Regions from separate parts of the Drosophila melanogaster genome. Here region 2 is linked to region 1. The links are chromatin contacts, called in public Hi-C maps. All regions are on one chromosome and are shown on one strand. Each heading gives the region's core, a stretch centred on a gene start, on an enhancer-like site or on the middle of the called end of the contact. The rest is flanking DNA. Distances are from core to core; before and after follow the strand shown. Region 1 holds the start of nwk (nervous wreck). Region 2 overlaps GluRIB (Glutamate receptor IB).

Region 1 (7,103 bases), core at 1,883-4,382:
ATCGATGTCCAGATAGTTGTGTGGCACGTAGCCCTCCTCGCCGCGATAGTTGCGGGCCCTTAGCCACCCATCGCCGTCGCCTTCGCCAACCACCTCGAGCTGTTCATTTTCGACGATGGTGAGCTCGTCGGGATTCTGGGCCTGTGGAAAAAGTGAAAAATTAGTGGCAAGAAAAAGTATATAGTTCTTTAAAGCTCACATACCGTATAGCTGTAGAGTGCAGTGCACTTGAAGATCGCCTCCTTGGGTTCTGGAACAATCGGTTCGTCCTTGTCGTCCTCCTCCTCGCCAGCTCCCCAGTTGACCTCAGTGGGATCATCCCAGCCACCAGCGCTACTGGCCATCATGGATGACGAGGCAGCAGCTGCAGAAGAAGCTGCCGCTGCCGATGGACGCACTTCGGGCTCATCCTCACTATCGCTGAAGGTACGATCCCTGGATAGCTGTTGCTCCTGCTTGGGCTTCGTTTGGGCAGCTGCCTGAGTCTCCTCCTTGTCGCTGTCGTAGAATGAATCGGAACTGGGATTCTCGCCCTGGCCAGAGGCGTCGGTGCGCATCGAAATGGAACTGGCCGAACGCGTCAGCTCCTGTACACCCATATTCTCGGCCTCCTGCACCCACTCGTCCACGTTAATGCCGCCATCGCGCAGGCACTGCAGACATGCCTCCGCTTTTGTCTTTTCCGTCTCGGATCGACGGATTTGATCACGGAACTCCTCGATCTTGGTGTCCAGATCCGGTCCATTTGGATCGTTGGGATCCGTGCGCTGGCCAGAGTCTCGCAGCGACTGGCACAAGGCCAACTTCTTGGCATTCTCCCTGATCGAGGCATTCTCCTTGACCACTCTTCCGGCCAGATTCTTGGCCTCCTTGGTTAGCGTCTCGGCGGCGGACTCATGCTCCGCGGTCACCTTGCGCACCGGATCATTGTCGCACGCCTCGAAGTCATATTGGATGTGCTGCTTCAGCACCGGATAGAATAGGTAGCAGCACTGCAGGTTGTACTCCCGCGTCAACTGCTGCGCCTGGTCACGGATCTTTCCGAAGCTATTCTGCGTAGCCGAGCAAGTCAACAGCTCTGTGCGTCTGGAAAAGATGTGTTTTAATGGTTAGGCAACATTAAGATAAAGATTTCTTAAGACAGCACTGTTATGTACATATGTACATATTGAGTCATAAGATTAAATAAAATGATTTAATAACTTTATGAGCCATATCAGGTAGCGCCATAAAAATTATCAGAATGTAATTGACGACTTGAGCAAACATTGATTAGAAAATGGCTTTGAACTTGTAAAATTTATAATTGATTTACCGATTTTGCACTTCTGGATGGTTTATAATTTATGAGCAATGCCATTATACACTTACCCCATTAACATCAGGTACTCGGCAACCCGCTCGAAAACATAGTTCTCCATGGTGGTCATCGTTGTCTGCAGATCGACGGTGAAGTAGCGATTCTGATGCGCATTGGCCGCCGCCAAGCTGAGTACGTAGTCATTCCGGGCGCCAGATGACTTCTCCTCCAGCAGCTCCTTGCGAGATGTGACCCGGGCGCTGTTCTTCTGCAGCGAAGTGATTGATTGAAAGAAGGAGCCCTTCTTCTTCTTAAGCTTCTCCTCGATATCGCGGGCCTTGTCCCGAACATCGTGAGCACAATGCTCTTCGTCAAAGTATGATTTCTTGGTCTTATCCACATCGCCCACGCTCAGATGGAGTTCCTTCTGCACATTGACAATTCCGGCTAGCGAACGCTTAGCTATGGCCAACTTATAGTCCCGCAGAACCTTGGCCTCATCCGCGATTTGCTGTTGAAACACCTCTATGGCGGCCAATCGAGCACGAGCCAGTTTCTCATTCTCCTCGAGCACAGTGCGCCAAACGCTCCACATGTTCCTATGAGATTACGTATAAGTAGGTGGGTAATTCAAATTGACTGAAGGTTCTCGAAAGAACGTTACTAGTTAGCTGGAAAGCAATACCCACCAGCGTTCCTCCATGCCCTCCATCTTAATATCTGGTATATTGGGTATCTTCTTGTTGAGATACTGCGATGAGATCTTCAGCAGCGACTCACTGTATGACTTCTCGACAGCGGAACGCTTGATGGTGAACTGCCGGATGTCCTCCAGGAGGTCGCATTCATGCTGATTCTTCAGCTGCAGCTTGGCCACCTGCTCCGTGTGCAAATTCTTGAGGAATTTCACATAGTTTCCCTGCAGGATTACGAGGTATACGATGAATGATTATTGTGGAACTATCTTTATCAATTCGATTTATTTATGATTTACCTTACGCGGCGGCGGCTGCATCATGGGGCTTTTTCTACGACAATCGGGTCACTCTACAATTGGCTTTTTTTTTCTATTTTAGCTCCGACTTAATGGTGTTACATTACCTCTAGCAACTGTAAATAGTATGATTGCTTTATGAGAGGATATGATATACGGGTATTAAAATACGATACGATATTTAAGATCCCATCTTATTTTTTTAATATAAAAAAATTTATATTTCAGTGGCTTAAAAGGGGAGATTTATTTTTAACGCCATGACTTATATCAAAGAATCTAACATTATCAAATTAAAGATTAGATAAAATGTAGCCCTACTGATATTTATTATATATATATATTTTCCGATTATTTTTGGCTGTGTAAATGGGTGGTGTTGGTGGTACATGTGGGTGGTTGTGTGGTCCTTAAGCCGTTAATAGGTTCGCTACGCAGCAACGGGTCTCAAAACTTATGTAACTGAAATGCAATGATAACTGACATCGAAACGCAAAGGAAATCAAGGGTTTTCTTCAAGCTCAAATCTAGTACTATTTTTAGCTGGAAATTTTCACTCGGGCAGCCCACGCAGCAGCCCCCCTTTTTTTGGGGGTATCGTATCGATTTCTCTGGCCCCGGACTAGCTTATTTTTTTTAAGCATTTACACCAACTACGTTATTCAAAACACTTGGCTAACACTTTTTTTGGACATGGCCGGTTAAGATGGTTGTTTTTCAGCTGGATTAGTACTTTTTGGGATTCTTATCGCTGGGTTTTCACTGAAATTTGTGGTCTTTTTCTGGGCAGCTAAAATCCGTTGCTTACTTATCGATTTCGATTTTCACGACGTTTGTGTGAGAACTTTTCAACATGCACCGTTAACTGCTGGTGCTGCTGCGCAAGAAGAGACCGCCAAAGAGAGCGGTGAGAGAAAGTCGAGAGAGAACGAAGTCGTGTTTCATTCATGGCCTCTAGTACCGTTAACAAAGAGGGTGAGTTTTATTGTTTTTGCCCCGTCAGCTGTTTGATAACACCTCACTTGCGTGTAACGGCACTTAAGGAAAATGAAGAAAAAAAAACTACTATAAAAATTCAACCTTTGAATGGTATGCCATTTGATCTTGACACCTGGCGTACGACAACAGCTAAAACAAAAATGTGCGTTTGCGTGAAACTACTCATATGCTGTGGCTATCAAAAACGGTTTAATTGATAACTTCAGATATTGGCCAAGAGGTTTGATAAGATTTTCGAGTCGCGCCCAGAAGTATGCATGCAATAATATAAATGCATTACGTTATCTTGAGAAAGTAGACATAAGCTTATAAATATGGCATATTGGGAACTTGATGTTTTTTTTCAAAAATTTTTAAAAATTAAATTTTAACAGGATTAGAAGATTATTTGTTTGTTATGTTTTTTTTACTTTATACATTTTTACATTCTTACATTTTACATACACATCCTCAATAATTTTTCATCACTACTCACGACAACCTATCGATAAGTTTCTATCGCTAATAGGACCAGCTGCTGACAACAAATAGGTTTCGACCTGGTATTTTAATTTAGGAATTTGTACTTTGTTGTTTTCATGTTTTCAACTTGAAAATGGCCACGAAGCTAAATGTAAATATTCGCACCCTGCTGGCCAACTGCGAGGAACTGGCCAAAAGCGAACAGAACTTCTGGAGGCTGCAGAAGTTCATTAAGTCCCTGGACACAATGCTTGCCGAGCTGGAGGCGATGGGCGATCCGCAGAGTGTCAAACGTATCCCGGGCTACTTGGAGCGCCTACAGGCCCTTAAAATATCCACCGGATATGCAGACGTTCCCGGTTCCACAACAAAGACTCCTTCACAATCCTCAGCCGTCAGCGAAACTGGGGAAAATGCACTGAAAGAAATAAGGCAGCTGCAAAACAGCAAATATCACAACGAACTGCGAAAGGAACTGCTCCAGGGTAATAAAGAATTAACAAACAGTTTTGTACATATTTTAAAATTTCTTAAATTCAAAAATGTAATAGTTCATAACTTAAAAAACATTTATTTTAGATTCCGATGCCCTGCGAAGACGTCGAGGAGCAGATGAATCCTCCTCCAGTTCTGGAAGCGCAAACGTTCAGGAAACTTCTGGTGAAAACATGAACCAGGCTGCCAAGTATTATACGAATGCCCAGGAGAAGATCACCGAGCACATGCTCTCGCTGACTCGGAACTTAAAGGAACAGACGGAGACCGCCAACAGGATTATCCGAAGAGACACGGAGGTTGTGTCGCGTTCCGCCGGAATGGCGGATCGCAATATCAATTCGCTAGGAAAAGAGGCTGAGAAACTGGAGCAACATTCGAAAAAAGCCTACAAGTGCTGGCTGTGGCTGATGATTGCCTTCGTAATTGCCACTTTTATAGGTGAGTCATTGTATTTTGTGGAAGTTTTGTTCAAGCTGCAAAAAAGAACCCCTCTTGGAAAATCCCAATTCATTTACTTAACAAATATACCTTAAGTTATCCAACTCAACAACACACATTTAAACACGTTTATAAACCAAGTTTCCTGAATATGTTAATCACAATATTATAAATATTCATTATAAGAACGAAAACAGATAAATAGATATTAGATTCCATTGCTATTATTATTGTATTTAAACTGAATACGAAAACACTGCGAGTCACTTCACTTAAGCCAAATAAACAAGTTTGCCGTGACTCAGTTTGAAATTACATTTCTTAATTGGTTCGATTTATTGCAGTTCGATTGTTGCTGCTTAATTATACTAATGAGTTTATTACCCTTTCAATTTACAGGTATGGTTTTATTCATGAAGATTATGAAGAAGAAGAAGTCGTAGAAACAATTTCCAAACTAAGCAAACTAAAGATTGTACTCTAAGCAAGCTTTAAACGCTCGTTAAGCTCCCGAGTTCAAGAGGTTATCCACCCAAATCGTGTAAGCAGAACCACATTAAACGATCGAAAGCCGCCCAGCGATTTATTTATGAATAGTTTATGTACAAGCGAAAGCGTTTAGATTATGGTTTTTGAGCATTTTTGTTTCATCATTAAGTGTCATTTGGATTCGTATCTGTATCTCTTAGCCTATTCGGCAGCGATAAGCTGCGTAATGCCGTTTGTGGTGATCAGCTGCAACAGGGATCCAGTTTTGGGCCTCTCCTGATCTTGGGTCCACTTAAGGAAAAGTCCGGCCACCTCGGTGAGCGGTGTCCAGGTTCCAAAATCTGCATCCGGCATCCATTTACGGTTCATGGGTGTATCTAGAGTTACGGGAAGTATGGACACAGCCAGGGAACCAGCTGGCAGACCGGATTTCTCAGCGCCCAGCGAGCGGGTCAGCTGGTGGACAGCTGCCTTGGCCATTCCATAGCCGATCATACCGGGTGTGCCCTCCAAAGCGGGCTTAGCTCCAGTGAGAGCCAGCAAGCCTCCGGCCTTTAGATGCTGAGCAGCCACAGCTGCCGAAATGGCGGAGGTCAACACGCTCTGCTTCCACATGAGATCGGCATTCTTGGCCAGATCCTTCTTGGCATTACCACCTGCCCAGCCGCCAGCCACGCAGATGACGGCATCCAGTTTCTCGCCGGCAAGGGATTCCCCGACTTTGGACACCACCGTTTCCTCCTGTTCCACCCAACTAGCATCGCGTGGCACCACAATGCTAACGTCGGCCTTCTCGTTCTCCGTCAGATCGATGCTGCCAACCCACTGATGGATTATCCAGGTGAAGGTCGTAGTTGACGCGAGGGAAAACAATAGATAATGAGGCAATTGTATTTAATAATTAAGTGAAAGGTAACTCACATAATTGTTGGCTTTAAAGTGATCGACACAGGCCGAACCCAAGGCTCCTTTGCCACCGTAAATAACCACTCGACCTGCGGACATGATGCGTGCTGCCAGTTTTAAAGTTGCAATTTAACTAAATGCGAGAAAAACACGAGAACACCGATTTTGGTGAGTCAAAATCGTGCGGGAGCTTTGAACGCAGCTGGGGTTTTTAACCGCAAGACCAGTTCTACCGGTAATAATCGGGAGAATGAATTTCAAGTCGAGTTTAAGCTTCAGCGTGCAGATATAGCTTTTTATTCGCTACAAAAAGATACAGCAGCAGCAACAAGTGGAAAATCAATAAGATGACCAGAAAACGCACAGCAAGGTCACACTGTCGTGAGTAAGGCGTTATTTGGTATTTTTTTTTTTTGGTATTCCACAGCTGTTCGCCGCCAACTTTACCCGTCTCGCTCACGCATTGCTCGCTGCTCTTTTTTGAAAAGGGAAATGCGTGAAATTCGTGCGCCGCATTTCCACCAGACCAGAGTTACGCGCCGTAGCTGTGTTTTCCACTCAGTCCCACCAGTCGTCGTCGCGTTACGTCATGGACACTCTAAAATATGAGCCACTTTCGAACTACAATGTAGTTCAGGCAAATAGTGAACACAGAAATAAAACTGTCTTATCTCAATTAAAGAAAAATTTCCCCGAATTGTTTAAATCACAATTAGAAAATATATGCAGCGAATATATAGATATATTTGCATTAGAATCAGAACCTATAACAGTTAATAATTTGTATAAACAACAGTTGAGATTAAAAGATGATGAGCCAGTATACACGAAAAATTATAGAAGTCCTCATAGTCAAGTGGAAGAAATACAAGCCCAAGTTCAGAAATTAATAAAAGATAAAATAGTTGAACCATCAGTTTCACAGTACAATAGCCCTTTGCTATTAGTACCCAAAAAGTCAAGCCCGAATTCTGATAAAAAGAAATGGAGATTAGTAATAGACTATCGCCAAATTAA
Region 2 (7,103 bases), core at 3,003-5,502, 150 kb before region 1:
ATCTTTTGAGCCATTAGTCACGTGTTCATCCACAGCTTGAACATTTTCGGACTCTTCTTTTTATGATTCCACTTTTGGCTGGCCTTTTCTTTGTTTGCTCAGTGTGTGAGTTTTGCAATGGGACGAGCATATTTGGGGAAAGAAATGGTGGTGTTTTCTCGACCCCACATCTTTCACCCCGCACACACACACACTCCATTTCCATCTGATGCCTTTTGTGTGTACTGGGCAAAGTTAAAAACGGCGCTAATTTTATGACGGCCCAACTTTGGCACTTGTCAAATGGAAAATTTCATACCCCAAGGGCTGCGGAGGGTCTCTTGGCCTAAAAGTCTCACGCTTTGGCCCAGTGGTTTTTATGCTAATGCGGAGTGTGAGTGTGCTAGTGGGCGGTTGTGTGTGTGTGGTGCAGATCTTTTGAGGTTCGCAGTGGTCTTTATGCGTACAGAGGGGCCATCCTTAAGCCGCCTTGCTAACTCAGGCAGTTGGCAGTTGGTTGGTTGGTTGGTTGGCAGTTGGTTCGGTCGGACTGACTTGGCTGTTTGTGTGTTAATTACTGCGGCATGTGCGGTATCGTGAATCATGGCTTCCGACTTGCCAGCCATTCCGCCAACCCGCTTTCTAATTATGTTGCACTAGAGTCGGTGGCAATGGCAACAAAGCAAACGGCAAGGCAACAATTCAACCGCAAACGCATTTAGTTCATGTTGCATACACATCCCAGGAATCCAGTAAATAGTTTACCGAGTTCCGAAGCAGATGGCCTAGCTACTCGGCTTTTGAGCAGTGATGGGTATATGTCAGTGGTATAAGTTGTAAACTAAGATAAGCACTAATTATCTTGATGTGAAAATTCATACGAATAGGAACAAGTAATAATAGGATATTTTTGGGTATCAGTTGCACAACAATTTAATTACGATAACTCCGTTAAAATAATTTATATGTATATGGTTATGCTCAAGTAAACGACATACCTTTCCCACCTCTGATTTTGTGGGTACTGCGCTGTTTTTGGGTAGTTCGTGGACGGTGCTCCATGTCACTGCATTGCACAAGGAGACCTCATAATAAAGGCATCCTGTGCCACCCCTTTGTGTGCGTGTGTTTGTGTGTGCAGCATTTCTCAGCTGCCGCATGTGGCAAGTGCGGTAGACCGTCAATTTGTGCAAATGCTTTTAGCTACCTAAGTCAGTTGGCTTCCACCGGGCAATGTACTATTAAACAGCCGGGTTTATTTGCTCAGCCAAATTTATCTTAATTCATTTAGATTAACGATGAGCTGGGAAGAATGGAGTGCTGACACCTTGAAGGAAGATGAATAATTCATTTACTCATTTAGTTACCAGATGATCCATCAGATTCAAGTTAACTTACCACCCACTAACCGCCTCAAATAAAAGAAGGAATCGTTTAAAATGTTTATTATTATGCTAGTTTTATTTACCATCTTTGTTTGCTTTCATTATGCTTTCACTTCGGTTTCGGGCAGTTAAATGCAATTCGATAACAATATGTTTGCTAAATGTTAATAAATATATCAAATGTCTCGCTCCGACCGACGGCTGCTCATTTCCATGTATTTACTTTAGTAATATTTTACAAATAAATTGGAAATTTATACACGTGGTTAGGCAAGACTATATTGGAGGGCGGGCGAATAAAAATGGCATCTCAAAAGGTTCCCGGGCTAAAAGTCAGAACTGAATCAATTTACGTGAAAGTGTTATAAAATAAAAGTACATTTTTTTTTTGTATTCAAATTTAGATTTTGACTTACGGCTATGCATTTTAATACTAATTGTATTTTGATTTCTTTAATATTGTAGTCATGTTGCCGGGGGCAAAATTCGCTTGAATGCCCATGTTTTTTTGTTTGGCGGTGTCAATTGAGTTTTTTTTTTTTTTTTGGCTCTGTCTCTGGATTTTTATTATCTGATTTGATTCGTAGTCCTTCCTCTAACAACACATTTCTAGTTTCGCACTTGCAAACGCATCGGTATATATGTATATATAAATACTTATTTGTTTAGACAGTTTACCATTTATATTTATAGGTATTTACTCTTGCACTTGAACATACATATATCTCGGTAGTTTTATTTGAATTTTCTGTTTACTATTGATATTAAATTTATTTATGCACTTTAGCGGCTTTGTTTGATTTTCGTTTTGATTTTGTCATAGATTAAATAACGAAAATTGAGTTTAAATGCAATTCACCTGCAACAGTTGTTGTTTGAAGTCTCCCAGCCTGGCTTATAAAACATTTAGGCACCGGCATTCAACCATCCCGAAAAACCATAAGGAATGGGAAGCGTAAACCGAAGTATTGAATGGTTTTAAAAATAAATGCTCTCTAATCAATTTTATGCACACACAATTTTTGAGCTAACAACGATAAATTCATAAATATTTTACAATAGTTTTAAGTATTTTTGGATTTAACGGTTTGTTCAACTTGTTATGTTAGCTTGGATAATATTAGTACCATTTTGAATGCCTTTTGATATGACTTGATCATTGTTATGGTATTTCGCATTCCTTTCCACTTATTATTTTTTAGTGTTAAACTTTTTCCCAATTATTTTGCATGTTTTATGTACAATAAAGAACGTGATCCATGCCAATGCAAAGTATACTAAATATGCTAAAATTTAACTACTTTTAGAGTTGATTTTATTCATTAGTTTTTACAATTATTAATTTACAGCTACATTCTGCTTGCTTTGACCAATTTCAATGCGGAAGTATGCGGCATTTGTTGTTGCTTGATTTGCCTCACAATTCAAACACTATAACTAGCCTATCCTAATAGTTTAGTTAAACTACTCACTGGAAGGGGCGGAATACAAAATGACATCCATCAGGATAGGAGTAAAAAATATTTAAGTAAATCTGGTTAGAACAAAAGTGGATTTAAAATAGCAAAATGTAATAATCTGCGAAAATTATTCTCACTTCGCACAGCTCAGAAATCAAAACAATTTCAATTAAAATAAATTTAATTAAAATTCTGATATTTAGCCACTTGTCAGATTTTTTTTCAACTTGTTTATGCTGAATCCACGAGTCCAACTATGAGTTAAACTATTTTCTTTATTCAGCGCTAATTAATTTATTACAATATTTGTGCTCGGGCCCCCGCCTGACACTCGCTTTGTATTCATTGCCTAGCCGTTTTTTTTTTTTGCTAGCCAGTATTTTCTGTAATTTAATTATAAACAAATATGCGACAACAAATCCTGCCATGATAATTGAGGAGGAAAAAAATTGAACACTTATCCCATGTTTTGTGCGTGTTTTCACAATTTTTCCTTTTAGCTATTGAGTTGCGGCGCATTTGTTGTTTTTGTTTATTAAAAATATTAATCAGTCATTTGAATGCAATGAATTGCAGTGTTTACGTGTATACATATACTATATATGTTAGTATGCAGTTGGCCGCTTATTTATGTGTGTGTGTGTGTGTGTTTATGGTTATTTTATGTTTGGCATGTTGTCCTTTCCGCCTGTATGTATGTTGTCATTTGCTTGTTTGTCCTCGCACCTCTCATTTCACCACTCCACCTGACTGCATCTCATCCAAACCGAACCGAACCGAACCGATCCGATCCAATCCAATCCGATCCTGCCCAGCTCAGCTGACTGTTAACAGTAATGCAATAATTTATACCATTCATTTGCATTGCCCTGCCGACAGGCTCTAAAAAAATTGTTTGCCAAATGATTGCGCAGCGCAATTATTTGAATGCGGCCGCATAAATAAAGCTGCATACTTTGCTGCATCGCACGGCTATGAGATTTATTGTGAAATTCTTGCGCACTTATTGCAAATTAATAACTATCCATTTTATTCTCAACGCGAGCTATGCATTTTTCAACGCATTTTCCTCGCATTTTCACTTTGGAAATCGAAATTGAAATTTAATTTTCAAATTACTTGCACTTTTCAATAACGCAAAAATTTTTGGATGAAACGATTTAAGTGCGTTGCAAAATTTAACGCATTTTCGAAACTGGTTAATGATTTCGTGTCTTATATGGGTCGATTTTTTGAATAAAGCTTACATTCTAATAACAAGTGGTCTTGGGTAATGATAAAAATATTTATAATTTTTTAAAAATGTGGTTTAAACAGCTAAATTTTTAACTAAATTTTTTTCTCAAGTCAAAATTGTAAAATCCTGTTAAAAATGCCGCGCTTCAAAGTATGCAGCGTTTTTTAAGCTTCTGACGATGTGTTACTGCGTGTGCTTGGTTTGCGGCTTCTCGTCCGGCACTTACGACTAGGTGTCCTTATAGCTAACAACCCATCCGAGCACTTACTTGCCATACGGATGCTGGTTGATGTCCGGCGAGTGGCGCATCAGGGTGGCACTCCCGCTGCTCGGCGACAATGCGAGACTGCCCTCGTGGCTGCCGTTCATGCTGCTGGAACAGGTGGCCGGAACGGATACGGTCACTGTGCCGCCGTGACCGCCGCCCATCATCTTCTCCGTCTCTTGGCGGCTGTTGGCCATTATTCGGCGGATCGTGGGCGCGCAGGGAGTGCGTCAGAGTCGCGACTCCTGCGCATGCTCATGTCAGACCTGCCCGTGGGCGTTCATGTGCAGGGAGTCCCCGGCGTCGGGGGGCGTGGCCGAGAGCTGGGCGGGCGGATAGTACTGCAACGATGCGCAATTGAGATACTGTGCGTGGATTAGAATCAATGCTTGGATGAACATCGCAAGTGCGTTAGAAATAGAACGTAATTCTAGCACTCTATAAACTGGTGCCGTACACTAGGAAAAATAAAACTGGTATTTACATTTTATTTTATTTACAAGTATTAAATTTTAGATTATATTAAATAAGCCACTTTTAAGCCAGTATTCATTTTAAATTACTTTAATATCAAATATGTTCTTTTTCAAGTGCAACTTACCCCGACGCGTCCGTTGTCATAGTCGCGACTCGCTTGAATAGTCAATTTCGCCTTGGCATGCATGGTGTCCGTCAGCGTGCTCCTTTGATGTGAGGACGGCATCCCGCCGGGCACGGCGCTCGATGGACCCAACATCATGGATCCATTGGCCTTACCCAGACTACCGCCACTCATGCCGCCGCCCAGTCCCATGCCCAAGCCCATGCCGGAACCACTGGACGCGGAACGCGAGTCCCTGCTGCGGAAGCAGTACTCCAGAATGGCGACGAATACGCTGACGAGCAGGCCGCCAATCAGGATGTAGAATATACCGGCCACATTGCTCAGCGAAAGTTCGCTATGCGATGTCTCACCGTCCTTGTGGGTGCTGCATTCCGCCTTTTCGTACCACCATTTGTTCCGCAACTTGATCAGCTCGCCGTTTTCCTTTAGCGTCAGCACGGCCAGATTGATGGGGTCCCTGTTGAATGGGGAGCGGCAATGGAAATGAGAATGGTGGCGCTTTGTTAAGTATGTGGGTTAACTTTCATCTCTGGCTGAAAACTCCCCAGTTTCTCGCCCGTAAAAGGCATCAATTTCTGACTCCCCGATGTCAAACAGATTCCGTAACTACACATTAAATAATCTTTGACATTTATATAAATAAAATATTTTAAAATATTTAATTTTCGTATAAATTTCATGATTTATGCTTTAAAAATTCTATTTTTTACATATTTTTACATGTTTCGAAGTGAAAAACTGAACAGCCCACTTAAGTTGAGCCCATTTCACCGCAGTGTACTCACTTGAGCGCCGAACCGAGCGGCGTAGCGATGCCAAATCCCTTTGTATCCAGATTGCGGCCCACTTTCATTGTGTCGCAGGGCTCGCGGGCGTTCACATACTCGTTTTTGGGCGACTCCACCAGGAGGGCGTACTTGCCCTTGGAGTTGCGCACACGTTTAATCCCCTCATCGTAGGTTGGCACGAAGACGTGCTTGCGCGAGTTCATATACTCCCACATCTTGTTGTGTAGTCCGATTTGGGAGCGCTGCGGGCACACAAAAGGCGAACGGGTAAATATAAAGTACGGAATTCGGATATAGCGTATACGCCCCGGCATCCCGGGACAATCGAATGCATGCGTATAGGGACACCCGTTTTGCCCAGATATCCATCAGTATAATGCTGAAACCGAGTGCCTAGTCGGCTACCAACGGTTGTCGTAGTTATATATGAACGTACATAGTATACGAGTATACCCAAATATATAGAAATATATCTGCACACATGGCGGGGCAGCAGAGCGTAAGTGTGCTTAAAAGCATCTCAAATAAATGTAGCCATAAAAAATAGAATTGCGTCCCATTTCTTTTGCATTTTTGGCCCGATTGACGGCCGGAGAAATGGAATGTGGATTGCTGAACGGCAGCGGCAAATTGCTTTTTATTTCTCGTCTAACACAAATTAATTCGTGGCCCGGCTGGGGCCTCTCTCAATTTTGACGTCTCAAAAGGCTCAGCCAGCAAATTCCAATGGTTTTCTAGGTCTTGACTGTTGGCTTTTATTGTCTTTGATTTGGCCATTGTGCGGTTGTCAAATGAGTGTGACATGAGCACCCCCAAATTAATTTGGTTGCTAGGCAATCGGGACTTGCAATTCCAAAAGTAGGCTATCAAATGGGAAGTTATCTAGGTATACAGAAAGAATATATTCTTAGATCATTTTCTATTAATTTTAACAATATTAAGGATGTGATTTGTGTTTGTATTCACATTATAAGCAACTACTTTAAGACAGTTATAACTTTCGAACTTTCGCAGACTGTTAATCCTTCTAGGATATATGGTGACCCACTTTTAAATCAAGGAACTTATGGTCCAATTACTTTCCCTCAGTGCATAGTTACCTGTCAGAATGTCTACTCACCCGGAAGAAATCCCATGTGGAGCCGTGCAGCAGAGTGCCGTACTGCACCTCCGTCTGCATGGCCAGGTCCTCCGGTGAATTGATCGGCGTGACCATTCGTTCCACGGTGAGGAAGGCGGCCAGGTTGGCCGTGTACGAGGAGATGAGTATCAGGGTGAAGAAGAACCACGAGGCGGCTGCAATTCGTCCGGATACAGACCTCGGCGACAGATCGCATCCCTGCTGCATGAAGGCGGCCAGCGAGAACCAGAAGGAGTTCCAAACG

The links. A called contact is a pair of places that touch in the nucleus more often than the background predicts.
Region 2: a Hi-C map of the Kc167 cell line shows a contact between it and region 1, with 5 times the contacts expected there. The contact joins the enhancer-like site here to the promoter of nwk in region 1. A contact is called at or near these places in 2 of 107 Hi-C or Micro-C datasets (the Kc167 cell line and the S2 cell line) and 2 of 6 datasets of contacts at active chromatin or transcription factors (both in the Kc167 cell line).

Annotation. Positions count from the first base shown.
Region 1 is chr3L:9,133,889-9,140,991 of dm6, reverse strand. nwk (nervous wreck) reads right to left here and starts at 3,132. Exons shown (of 9, transcript NM_140033.3): 1 at 3,103-3,132; 2 at 2,295-2,410; 3 at 1,990-2,219; 4 at 1,372-1,899; 5 at 204-1,086; 6 at 1-141. The coding sequence starts at 2,315. Use1 (Unconventional SNARE in the ER 1) reads left to right here and starts at 3,811. Exons shown (of 3, transcript NM_140032.3): 1 at 3,811-4,240; 2 at 4,335-4,691; 3 at 5,091-5,283. The coding sequence starts at 3,889. The coding sequence ends at 5,134. It overlaps Dhpr (Dihydropteridine reductase), which reads right to left and starts at 6,432. Exons shown (of 2, transcript NM_079266.5): 1 at 6,102-6,432; 2 at 5,076-6,005. The coding sequence starts at 6,185. The coding sequence ends at 5,382. It also overlaps a transcript of bol not described here.
Region 2 is chr3L:9,282,865-9,289,967 of dm6, reverse strand. It overlaps GluRIB (Glutamate receptor IB), which reads right to left. Exons shown (of 17, transcript NM_001274693.1): 14 at 6,839-7,103; 15 at 5,716-5,960; 16 at 4,928-5,387; 17 at 1,446-4,691. The coding sequence ends at 4,587. Among named protein-coding and RNA genes, the nearest start is that of GluRIB, 34 kb to the right of the region's middle. Within about 2 kb of position 4,252, at least 12 of the 39 cell types and tissues checked have an H3K27ac peak or open chromatin away from gene starts, as enhancers often do. A contact at or near this core is called in the Kc167 cell line, where this site is marked.